Linked DNA regions of Mus musculus: region 2 is linked to region 1. The links are chromatin contacts, called in public promoter capture Hi-C maps. All regions are on one chromosome and are shown on one strand. The core of a region is the stretch at or near the end of the contact, and the rest is flanking DNA. Distances in the headings are between cores, read along the strand shown.

What was found. Promoter capture Hi-C pulls out the DNA fragments that hold promoters and counts their contacts.
Region 2: a contact with region 1 is called in a promoter capture Hi-C map of pre-B cells. The contact joins the promoter of Kctd9 here to the promoter of Wdfy2 in region 1. A contact is called at or near these places in 1 of 39 promoter capture datasets (pre-B cells) and 1 of 484 Hi-C or Micro-C datasets (CD4 T cells).

What each region holds. Positions count from the first base shown.
Region 1 is chr14:62,834,884-62,839,659 of GRCm38.p6, forward strand. Wdfy2 (WD repeat and FYVE domain containing 2) reads left to right here and starts at 2,807. Exons shown (of 12, transcript NM_175546.4): 1 at 2,807-3,174. The coding sequence starts at 3,038. It overlaps Gm26536 (predicted gene, 26536), which reads right to left and starts at 3,648. Exons shown (of 2, transcript NR_168886.1): 1 at 3,242-3,648; 2 at 2,018-3,137. It overlaps Mir8098 (microRNA 8098), which reads left to right and starts at 2,838; the gene lies at 2,838-2,974.
Region 2 is chr14:67,713,837-67,718,612 of GRCm38.p6, forward strand. Kctd9 (potassium channel tetramerisation domain containing 9) reads left to right here and starts at 2,262. Exons shown (of 12, transcript NM_001111028.1): 1 at 2,262-2,548. The coding sequence starts at 2,501. Cdca2 (cell division cycle associated 2) reads right to left here and starts at 1,774. Exons shown (of 15, transcript NM_001110162.1): 1 at 1,388-1,774; 2 at 1,106-1,169; 3 at 847-1,020. The coding sequence starts at 1,169.

The DNA of each region.
Region 1 (4,776 bases), core at 1,557-4,056:
TTCACAGCAGGGTGGTCTGCCCTGATGCCTGACCCAAGCCCCACACTAGTAATCCATTTCTCTCCTTTGCCTTGAGAGAAAGGTGTTGCCTCCACCCTCTTTTCTTTAATTTCTTCCAATTCCTTCTGTCTTTCTCTCATTCTGTGTAACGGTTCTTTACTAGATACAGGGACATTCCTCTAAAACATCTTCATCTCTTCCTCCTCCTTTTATAACTATTTTATAACTAGGATCATCCGCCCATAACTTAGAGGTGGAGAAGACAGGGCTTAAGCAGTTTCAGCAATTTGCTTCAGGGCACCTTGTGAAGTCCTCACGCACCATCTCATTCCTTTGGTGTGAAACACCAATTCCTTTACCTCCACAGCCCTTTGTATCTTTCCTCAGTTGCCACAGATTTGGCCCTTGCTCCTAAATTCCTTCTTGAATTTAGGTTGGTGTACAGCTAGCCATTACTTAACTTCTATTTATGACTGACCCACTACCTCTGTGGGTCTCAGAATGCTGTATGCAGCTGAATTTCTGGGTATTTCATCATTTCATCAGATGACTCCGAGGCCCCAGGTCCCCACCCAGTCTTTTTTTTTGGGGGGGGGGAGGGGGTTCGAGACAGAGTTTCTTTGTGTAGCCCTGTCCTGGAACTCACTCTGTAGACCAGGCTGGTCTTGAACTCAGAAATCCGCCTGCCTCTGCCTCCCAAGTGCTGGGATCAAAGGTGTGTGCCACCACTGCCCGGCCCACCCAGTCTTTTATTACCAGTTTTGCTTGTGGAATGTGCCAGAAAAAAAATACATACTGTTTGTTACTAAAATGGTTTGTGGAGTCTCCTGTGACCCTGGCTTTCTTTGTCTGACAGACACCCTTTCATAATTGGCCATCAAAGACTGAGAAGTTGATCTAAAAGAAGTCATTTTAATCCAGTTATTAAAAATAGCCTTGGGGGCTGGAGAGATGGCTCAGCGGTTAAGAGCACTGACTGCTCTTCTGAAGGTCCTGAGTTCAAATCCCAGAAACCACATGGTGGCTCACAATTATCTGTGGTGAGATCGGATGCCCTCTTCTGGTCTGTCTGAAGATAGCTACAGTGTACTTACATATAATAAGTAAATAAATCTTTAAAAGAAAAAGACGTTTATTTAAAAAAAAATAGCCTTGGTAGTAGGTTATAAAAGATGGTTTAGCAACTAAGATTACTTGTTAGAGGACCTGGGTTTAAATCCAAGCACCCATATTGTAGCTCACAATAGGTTGTAAATACAGTTTCAGGGGGTCCACTTCTTCTGACCTTGCTGGGCTCCCGCACACATGCGGTACACATATTGGCACTCAGGCACACACACACACACACACACACACACACACACACACACACACAAACACAAACACACTATAAAATAAAGAAAAAATAGTTCTCTTGGGCCTGTAGAGATGACTTAGCAGTTAAGAGAACTGGACACTCTTCCAGAACTACATTTGACTCACAGCACCCACTTAGAGCTCACAACTTTCCATAACTCCAGTTCCAGGGATCCAGGCACACACCTGGCGAACAGACATACATGAACGGAAGACAGCCTTCTGACTGCTTTATTCCTTTCTCTCTCAATTCTGTACAAACACTAGTCTGATTATTTCACGTAAGTGGAATCATAAAATAAACGGTCCTCTATGATTAGTTCCTTTCATTTAGCATTTTGCTTTCAAGGTTCGCCTTGCTTTGCTATGCTAATGGAAATCACAGATATCTAGTACCCCACCGTTTCTTTTGGACCTGACAGTAGCAATGTTTATCCTTTGAAGCAATACTACATTCCCCCCCCCCCAAAAGAGACTGTTTTACATCCCCACCTGAATTGTAAAGGAGTTCCAATTTCCCCATAGCCCAGTCAACATTTTATTCTCCTTATTACAGTCATTCTATATTATATTGTGATTGTATTTATTAACTGTCCGTTGTCACTGGAAAAGCAAAAATGTTCAATTGCTAGGGATTGGAAACAAGACTGGACAAAAAGACTTAGGTTCAAGTGTGAGTCCTTTATTCATAATACAAAGAGAAGATTGATACCATGATCTCTAAACTCCCTCAAAGAAGCTTGTATGAGAGTCTCTTCTTCCTCTACCCTCATATCTCACTAAAACCGGTGGCAGTGTGACCCCGAGAGAAGTCTTGCTCAGCAGGGCTTGCTCTTTAGTTCTCCCTCTTAGATACTACACTATTTCTGCCTCTGACTTGGGCAATAACCCACAGAAGGCGCAGAGTTTCGTTTGCCCACATCTCTCCTGGGCTGAGAAGTGGGCGTTACTGCTTTCTAGAACAAGGACGTCGAGGATGGAGGAAACTACAACCCCCAAGAGTCCACGCGGTGCTGGCAAGAGCCGTTTCTCTACGGCCGACAGCACAGCGCCCTCTCCGGTGTGTTATTGTTAAAACTTAGCGGTGAGTCATCTGCGCGCATGCACACTCACGTCCCAACTAGTTTAGCCTCTATCCTTCCTGCAGGCGCTTTTCCGGTGCGGCTGACGTAGGCTTTTCCCCGCCCCCAGAGTCTGGAGAGGGTGGGGCTCTGGGCACGCGCATTCACAGATTTTTTTTTTTATGAGGGAGGGGACAAAGCTTTGGGTGTGGAAGGGAAAGTAAAGGACTGCGGGGCGCATGCGTCCTGACAGCACTGCGGGCCTCGGTTACTTACGGGCGGCGGGGCGGAAGTGGCTCCTGGACTGACGCACGCGCATTGGCTGCTAGTGCCCATCCTCCGGAAGTGGGTTGGCCGCCTTGCGACAGGGCCCCGCCCCGCCCCGCCCCCTGCTCCCCGCCCCCTACTCTCTTAGGTGGCGCCGGCTTGCGGCTAGTGTGGCGGCGGTGTTGGTTTTGGAAGCCAGAGCGGGCACATTCCCTGGACAGGCGGCAGGGCTATGGTCGCTGGCTCCCAAAGGCCCGCTCCGCTTCGCAGCCCGATCCTGAGCGCAAGCCTGAGCGTTCTCTTCAGCCAAGTCCCCCGGCGCGTTCGGCTGCTCCCCGGGCGCGCCCCCTCCGATGGCGGCGGAGATCCAGCCCCAGCCACTGACCCGCAAGCCGATCCTGCTGCAGCGGGTCGAGGGGTCGCAGGAGGTGGTCAACATGGCGGTGATTGTACCTAAAGAAGAGGGTGTCATCAGCGTCTCGGAGGACAGGTACTGACTGCTTGTCCCCGTGCCGCGCGGAGGTCCGGCCCTGGCTTGGTGGGAGGGTAGACCGCACCTACTGGTTCAGTTCCCAGCGCGGTGGCCTTGGCCTCAGCAACTGGTCCCTGGCGGAGTCCGAGTGGCCCTTGGGTTAACAGTGCAGGAGACACCAGACCTGGTCCAGTTTTGGGGATGGGAAGGGCAGAGGGAGAAGCCGCCCAGCTTTGCAGGTGTTTTAGCTTAAAGGACCCTCCATGCACCGGGATGATTTGGAGGCGCTGCTAGTTGGTCCATTGTTTGGTTACCCAAACGAGAAAGGGAACGTATTTTCTTTCTTCTATACGGTTCACCGAATCTGTGTATCTCCAGGACATCTTTCACCGAACCCAAGGACTTATTAAATTGTGAAGAGAGTAACTTTGGGCTTCTGCGTGTGGCGCCTTCCTTTCCTAAAAGTTTATGTCTTGGAGCTCAAGGGGAAGTGACTGGAAGTTGCAAGGGATCACTTTTGCAGACAACTGCTTGAGTTCCTTCCCTTTGCCTACTTCCTTTCCAAGATTGCTTAATTAGCAGAAGTAGCTCTGGTTCTGCCTTCAGGATTCCCCTTTTGCGCTGTGTTTTTGATTTCCAGAGGAATGCCGCTTGAATATAGGGGATAGGGTAAGATATCTGAAATTACTATTTGGGTAATATCTACAAGCATTTTAAAATCAGTTGTAGCGTGGCAGAGGTATGTAACTGTCTGGGTTCTTAGCTTCAGACAGGCAGTTAGGTTTTCTTATTATAAGTTAGTATCATGCCGAGGTAGAGTTATTCTGTGACTCTTAAAATTGCAAAGATAAAGCAAAAAGTGCTCACTTAAAAAAAAATCGTTTCAGCACCTAATGTAAATTCAAACATTTTTTACTTGATTTGTTTCTTAGGTTCTTGAATATAAAGGAAGAGTGTATTGCATGTGTATATTGCATATCGACCTCTGCATCATTCTTGATATGCATGGCGCCTACTTCATTTCCTATGCAGATCTGTGGGGAAACATTGCGAACATATGCTAATGGCAGTCAGTCCAGGAAGAACTGAAGAAACTGAGTGACGTGGATGTGGGAGCCGTTAGAGATTCATAAAGAAGTCTTATGACAGTGTTTAATTTTTTCCTTTGGTGCAACATGCTTAGACTGCATTAGACTGTTTCTGGGCTTAAAATTTGTCATCAAAGGATTATCTTTCTGGAATATTTTCTATAAAATATATTGAAGGAATATGTTGATAACTTCCCCTTTCCATTACTAGAGATGAGATTGATTCCCGATTTGTAAGCAATTCTTTAGTTCATTAAACTCAATCGGAGGAGGAGGAGAAAGGTTGTCCAGACCTCAGCTCCATGCTATTAGTTTAGAAACGTCTGATTCCCATTTCAATGTATTTTCCTTGAAGGAAACAACTTTAGTGGAGGTAATGTTCCATGTCTAGAGAAGCTAAAGTATATGTGCAGAAAAGTGAAGAGCACGTCTCGGTTCATCGTCGCACAAAGGAAGTGCAGTGCCTAATGATCTCTCACTTCCCTGGTTTGCAGTGTACATAACAGAATTTGTCTTACTGTGGAGTTACCGG
Region 2 (4,776 bases), core at 1,012-3,511, 4.9 Mb after region 1:
TAAGGGCCCATAAGGGATCTAAGTAGAGAGAGAATAGTTTGCAACGGTTAAGCTTGATTCTAAACGCATCTAGCTTGAGGGCATCTCGGAGAGGGTGTGCTTCTGAGAGCCTGTCCACAGATGAGTAGGCCACATCTCTTACTGTGGCTAATTTATAAATTCATAGTTTCAGTCCTAAAAACTCATGGTGGCCCTTGGAACAGAGTCCCGATGTGGGTTAGGGCTGGTGAGACCCAGCTATACCCTGCTCTTATTTTTTTCAAAATTCTTCTACTCTGGAATAAGCTACTTCTTCACCCTCAGCACGCCACCCTGAATTCTGCTCACACCTAAGCACACGAAAACGGACCCAGTCTTTTATGTGATAATTCTGAGCGGTAGAGAATGAGTGTCACTCTGGCTTCGCCTAGCTCACGGTGTGATTGGCTTCCAGTCTCGTTATCCTTCTTTATAATTGCTATTCTACAACCCAAAAGAACCCTAGCCCTAGATTTACTTCTCCATTGGGAATTTCATTCCTGAAGCTAAAGAAAATCATTATCTGGGTCAATTTTCTGTTTGGGATTTTTGAATGAGGCACACGGCCTTGTCACTTTTACCGGTTCTCAACTACCTTTCAATGCCCTCTGATTTTCATACACACTGTTTTCTAGGGTGCACACAAAGCACAACTGATTCAGAAACATTGCTCTATTTGCTGAGCTGTGCCGAACAAGCAAGTCTGCAGGGTCAGCATAAATACACACAGAAGGAGTGTCAGGCAGTACAGACATGTATAATTGGGGCCTACTACAGTTACTGTTAAATTTGAAAAAAAAAACTATGCAATCCAAGAACTTCTCTTACCGGAAGAGGTCTTAACAAAGCTTTCAGGTGTAATTCCCAACTGCTCTACGGTTACTGTGGTGAAGTCCAAAGGTGACTTAAAGGTATCAGGGGTGCAAAGATTAGGAGTCGCATCTGCTACATGCTTCTGAGGAGTCACAAACGGTTCAGTTCCCAATCTAAAAACGTCATTTTCTGAAAACGGACAGCACATTGGGGGTGTTAATACATCAAAACACTCAAATCTTCCATCTAACGAGGGCAACAGGTCACCACATACCAGAATTATTAAGGACACACTCCTTGGATTCAGAGAGAGGCTTGTCGTGTGAACTCGCATCCATCTAAAAGATGAGGAAGTTAGAGAAAAAAATGTGAAAAATAACCTCACTATAAGCCAAAAACAATGTGACAGAACTCTAAGGCAATCAATACCAGGGGACCACAGGCTGGGGCGTTCTGATTAAAGAAACGGCGGGAGGTACTATTGACTAAACAAAGCGGACCGAACTGATTTATCAGGGCTTTGCATCCCTGAACCCCGGCCGGATAGCAGGCCTACCTCTCCCGCCCAGGACCCTGCGCGTTCCCTCGGACGACTACGACAAGCGTCGCGGAGGCTCCGTTTCAGAGAGCACCAGAGGCCGGGGAAGGGAGCCGGGCTGGCCTCCTGCCGGCCGCTGCACACCAGACACACCACGTCCGGCCGAAGCGGTCAAGCTTCACTTGCCCGCCAGCAAATTCAAACCGCGGCCACGCCCCCGCGGAGGGATACCCACGAGCCGTGGACCACGTGTGACGTGGGTACCGCTCCCTCCGGGCCTCACCCTCGTGCTTTCGAACGGCGCAGGGAGACCTCCGTGGATCCCGGAAAAAACACGGCCAGCCCTAAATGACCCTGGCGAGACAGAGCTGCAGCAAAAAGGTGTCCTGGGGTCTACCAGTGAGTTCCGCGGAGCAACACTTCAAATGCCACCCCAAACCTTGGATTGGCTGCTGGAAACTTCGAAAATGAATCACTAGACCAATCGAGACAGAACCGCCGGATGGCTAGTTTACCCTATTAGCCAATCCCGATACCAACCGTTACCTCGGTGGGTGGGTACAGTAGAAGGGGCAAAAGCCTAGCGAGGAGCTGATTGGTCTATGGGACTTCGGCGTCCCGCCTCTTCCTTAGACCCAGTCTCTTTATGCAAATGAGCACTCCTACACTCCAACGTGCGCCTGCTCAGTAACGCTTAGAGCGGCCCTTTGCCCAGTAGGTTCTTCTCTGATTCGCTGATACTCCATTCCGTCAACCAGCCCTCAGCCTCTCTTTCCTTCCACCGCCGTCTAGTGTTACTCTGAGCCCACCCCCCAGCCGGACTCTGATTGGCTAAATACTGGCCGGTACAGCGTGTTGATTGGCGCAGCTCAGCGTCGGTCTGGGCGCGGTTGGGGGGAAGGGCCGCTAGCAGGCTGAGGAGCCTAGGGGCGGGGTGGGAAGGAGGATCGGCCAACCCCGGGGTGTGGGACTGAGGGTGCGTGCGTGAGGAGTGTGGGGCCGACCAGGAAGGTGGCGAAGGGCGGAGAGTCCGGGTGGGAGGCGGGAGGGGTCTCGCGGGCGCGGAGCGCGGCGGGTGGCGGGCCGGGAGCGAGGGTGGCGGCTCCCTCAGGACCCGGCGCGGGCGGCGCGATGCGGCGGGTCACGCTGTTCTTGAACGGCAGCCCGAGCAACGGCAAGGTAAGCGGTAGCGGGGGCGCGACCCGGGGACCCCCGCAGCCTCCGACAGCCCGGGGCTGCTCTGCCGGCGGGGCTCCGAGGCGCCACTGTCACCTGAGCAGCTGGCCGAGGTCCCCTCCCACCTTCCCGCTGCGCCTTCCTGTCCTTATCGGTGCTGAGTAATGCTCTGCCCGGGGAGGAGGCAGTGATCATGGAGGCGGGTGACCCTGGCCAGGTCGGGAGAAGAAAACTCCAGGGGACAGTCGAGTGACATCCTCAGAATGTGGACCTGGTCTGAACCACTTTCCTTCTCTCTCAAGGTGCCCCGGGCCCCTTGCCCCGCCACCGTGCAAACTTTTATACATGTTTTACTGTGCCGCCTTGTTTTTGATTCCTTAGAGGACAGTGACAGCAGACCTTCGGAATGACTTGATTTGACAGTAGCCTTAGCTGCATTTAGGCCTCTGTGGAGGGCGTGGTGCTAAATATTTTTCCGATGTTGCAGCTGCCTCTTGCCCCACCCTTGAAAGTTATTCTTTGGAAAATGTTGGCTGTTTCTGGCGGACTAGTAATGTGTGGTTAAATGACTGCCCCACACATACCTAAGCCTGATTAAAGTCTCAAAAGTAATGAACCCTTTTAAAGTTTCAGTTCAAGGTACATTGGCTCCACTCTGTAATTGACCAGAATACTCTGATTGCCCCGCGTATACATAGCAGAACTAACTATTCAAGGGCATTAAAGTGGTGCGGGGGAAGGGGGTGATGAGGGGTAGGGGAGCGATGTCCTTCAACCACTCTGCAGTTTTGAATAAACAGATTCTGGAAATCTGATCCACAGTGGGGTTTGTGCTCTGCGATTTTATTTTCTTAAAGATTGGATATTCACACAAAAATAGTAGCCACATAAGCTCAGCCAGTGCTTCAGAAATACAGGCTAAAAAGGCTGTCACTTCTGATCATCAGCTGTTCCTGGGCCACGCTGTAGTTGGCTAGTAGACTGTGTCGGTTTTTATTGAGAGATTTAGTGTGCCCAGTGTTAACAGTCGTATTGATAAGCACTTTTCACCAGTGTCGACTCTTGTGTGACTCCCTGAAGTCGAAGTGATCAGAGTTCCTCATAAGTGCTCAGCTCTGCTCTAAATCTCTTCTGAGTTCACTGTATGCTATTGTCACTGTAAAACTGAGTGGCTTGCTCTGGGTATATTATTTAAATTTTTAAAAACTTTGGTTTTGTCTGTGAGTTTCCAGGTTAATTTTATTTACTTAGTAAAAAAATGTTGAGAATCTCCGAAGATTGGGGAAAGTACTTCTCAAATGAGTATGGGCACATATGCATTACAATGATCATAGGACTGAGCCGAAGAATATTAACATTTAATATTTTTAAAAAAACTATGTCCCACCATGTCCTAAGCTAGAGAACATGTTGCAAGGCTGTTTCCTCTCCTTTCAGAAGGTGGAAATAATACTAAAATGACTTTTATTTGAAAAGATCACAATACATACCACCTGCATTTATGTATGTGGATATGTAGTGTATGCATAGTCCCTATATCTAATCAGGACTGGCATAAACATGACATGGACGCTCGTTAAAATATTCCCAAATGCAGTGCTACTCTGAGATAGTTTGGTTTCCTGTCTCTAAAGTAGAATATATCATTTAGCTTGTCTCTTTACTTACCTGGTGTCTATTTTTAATGCCCTAGTCAGGAGAATAAGTTTTTTGAATGCTTGGCTTTGTGGCCTTTGGGCTATGGGCTGTGATATAGAAAGGCACAGATTTCATCACCATACATCAAGTTACCAACATGCACTTTTGATTTGTGTAACTGATTCGTGCTTTTAATGTTGATGAAAGAGCTGATATTTTCTAAATGAAATGAGAATACCGTGGAAGGTGTAAGATGACCCTTGGGGCTTTATGGAGGAGTGTGTGTGTTGTTGGTTTTTTTTTTAATTTGAAAACAAAATAATTTTAAAAAACAACAACAACTTGGCTTTTCTAATCTGGAAAAGCATGGGAGCCTCTAGTTACTGAACTTGTCAAGCTGGTCTTGTTTTCTTCCACAACAGAGGTCTCCAGATGTAAATAGGTCGATAGCCAACAGCTTACTTAGCAGTTGGTTCTCGTTGACATACAATGTATAGAAGAAGCCTGTAAGTATAGAAGTTTACATCAGGGAGTCTTAATTAAATTAGCCATCAACTAAGTGCTAAGTGACTTTAAAACCTCAAAGAAACTGC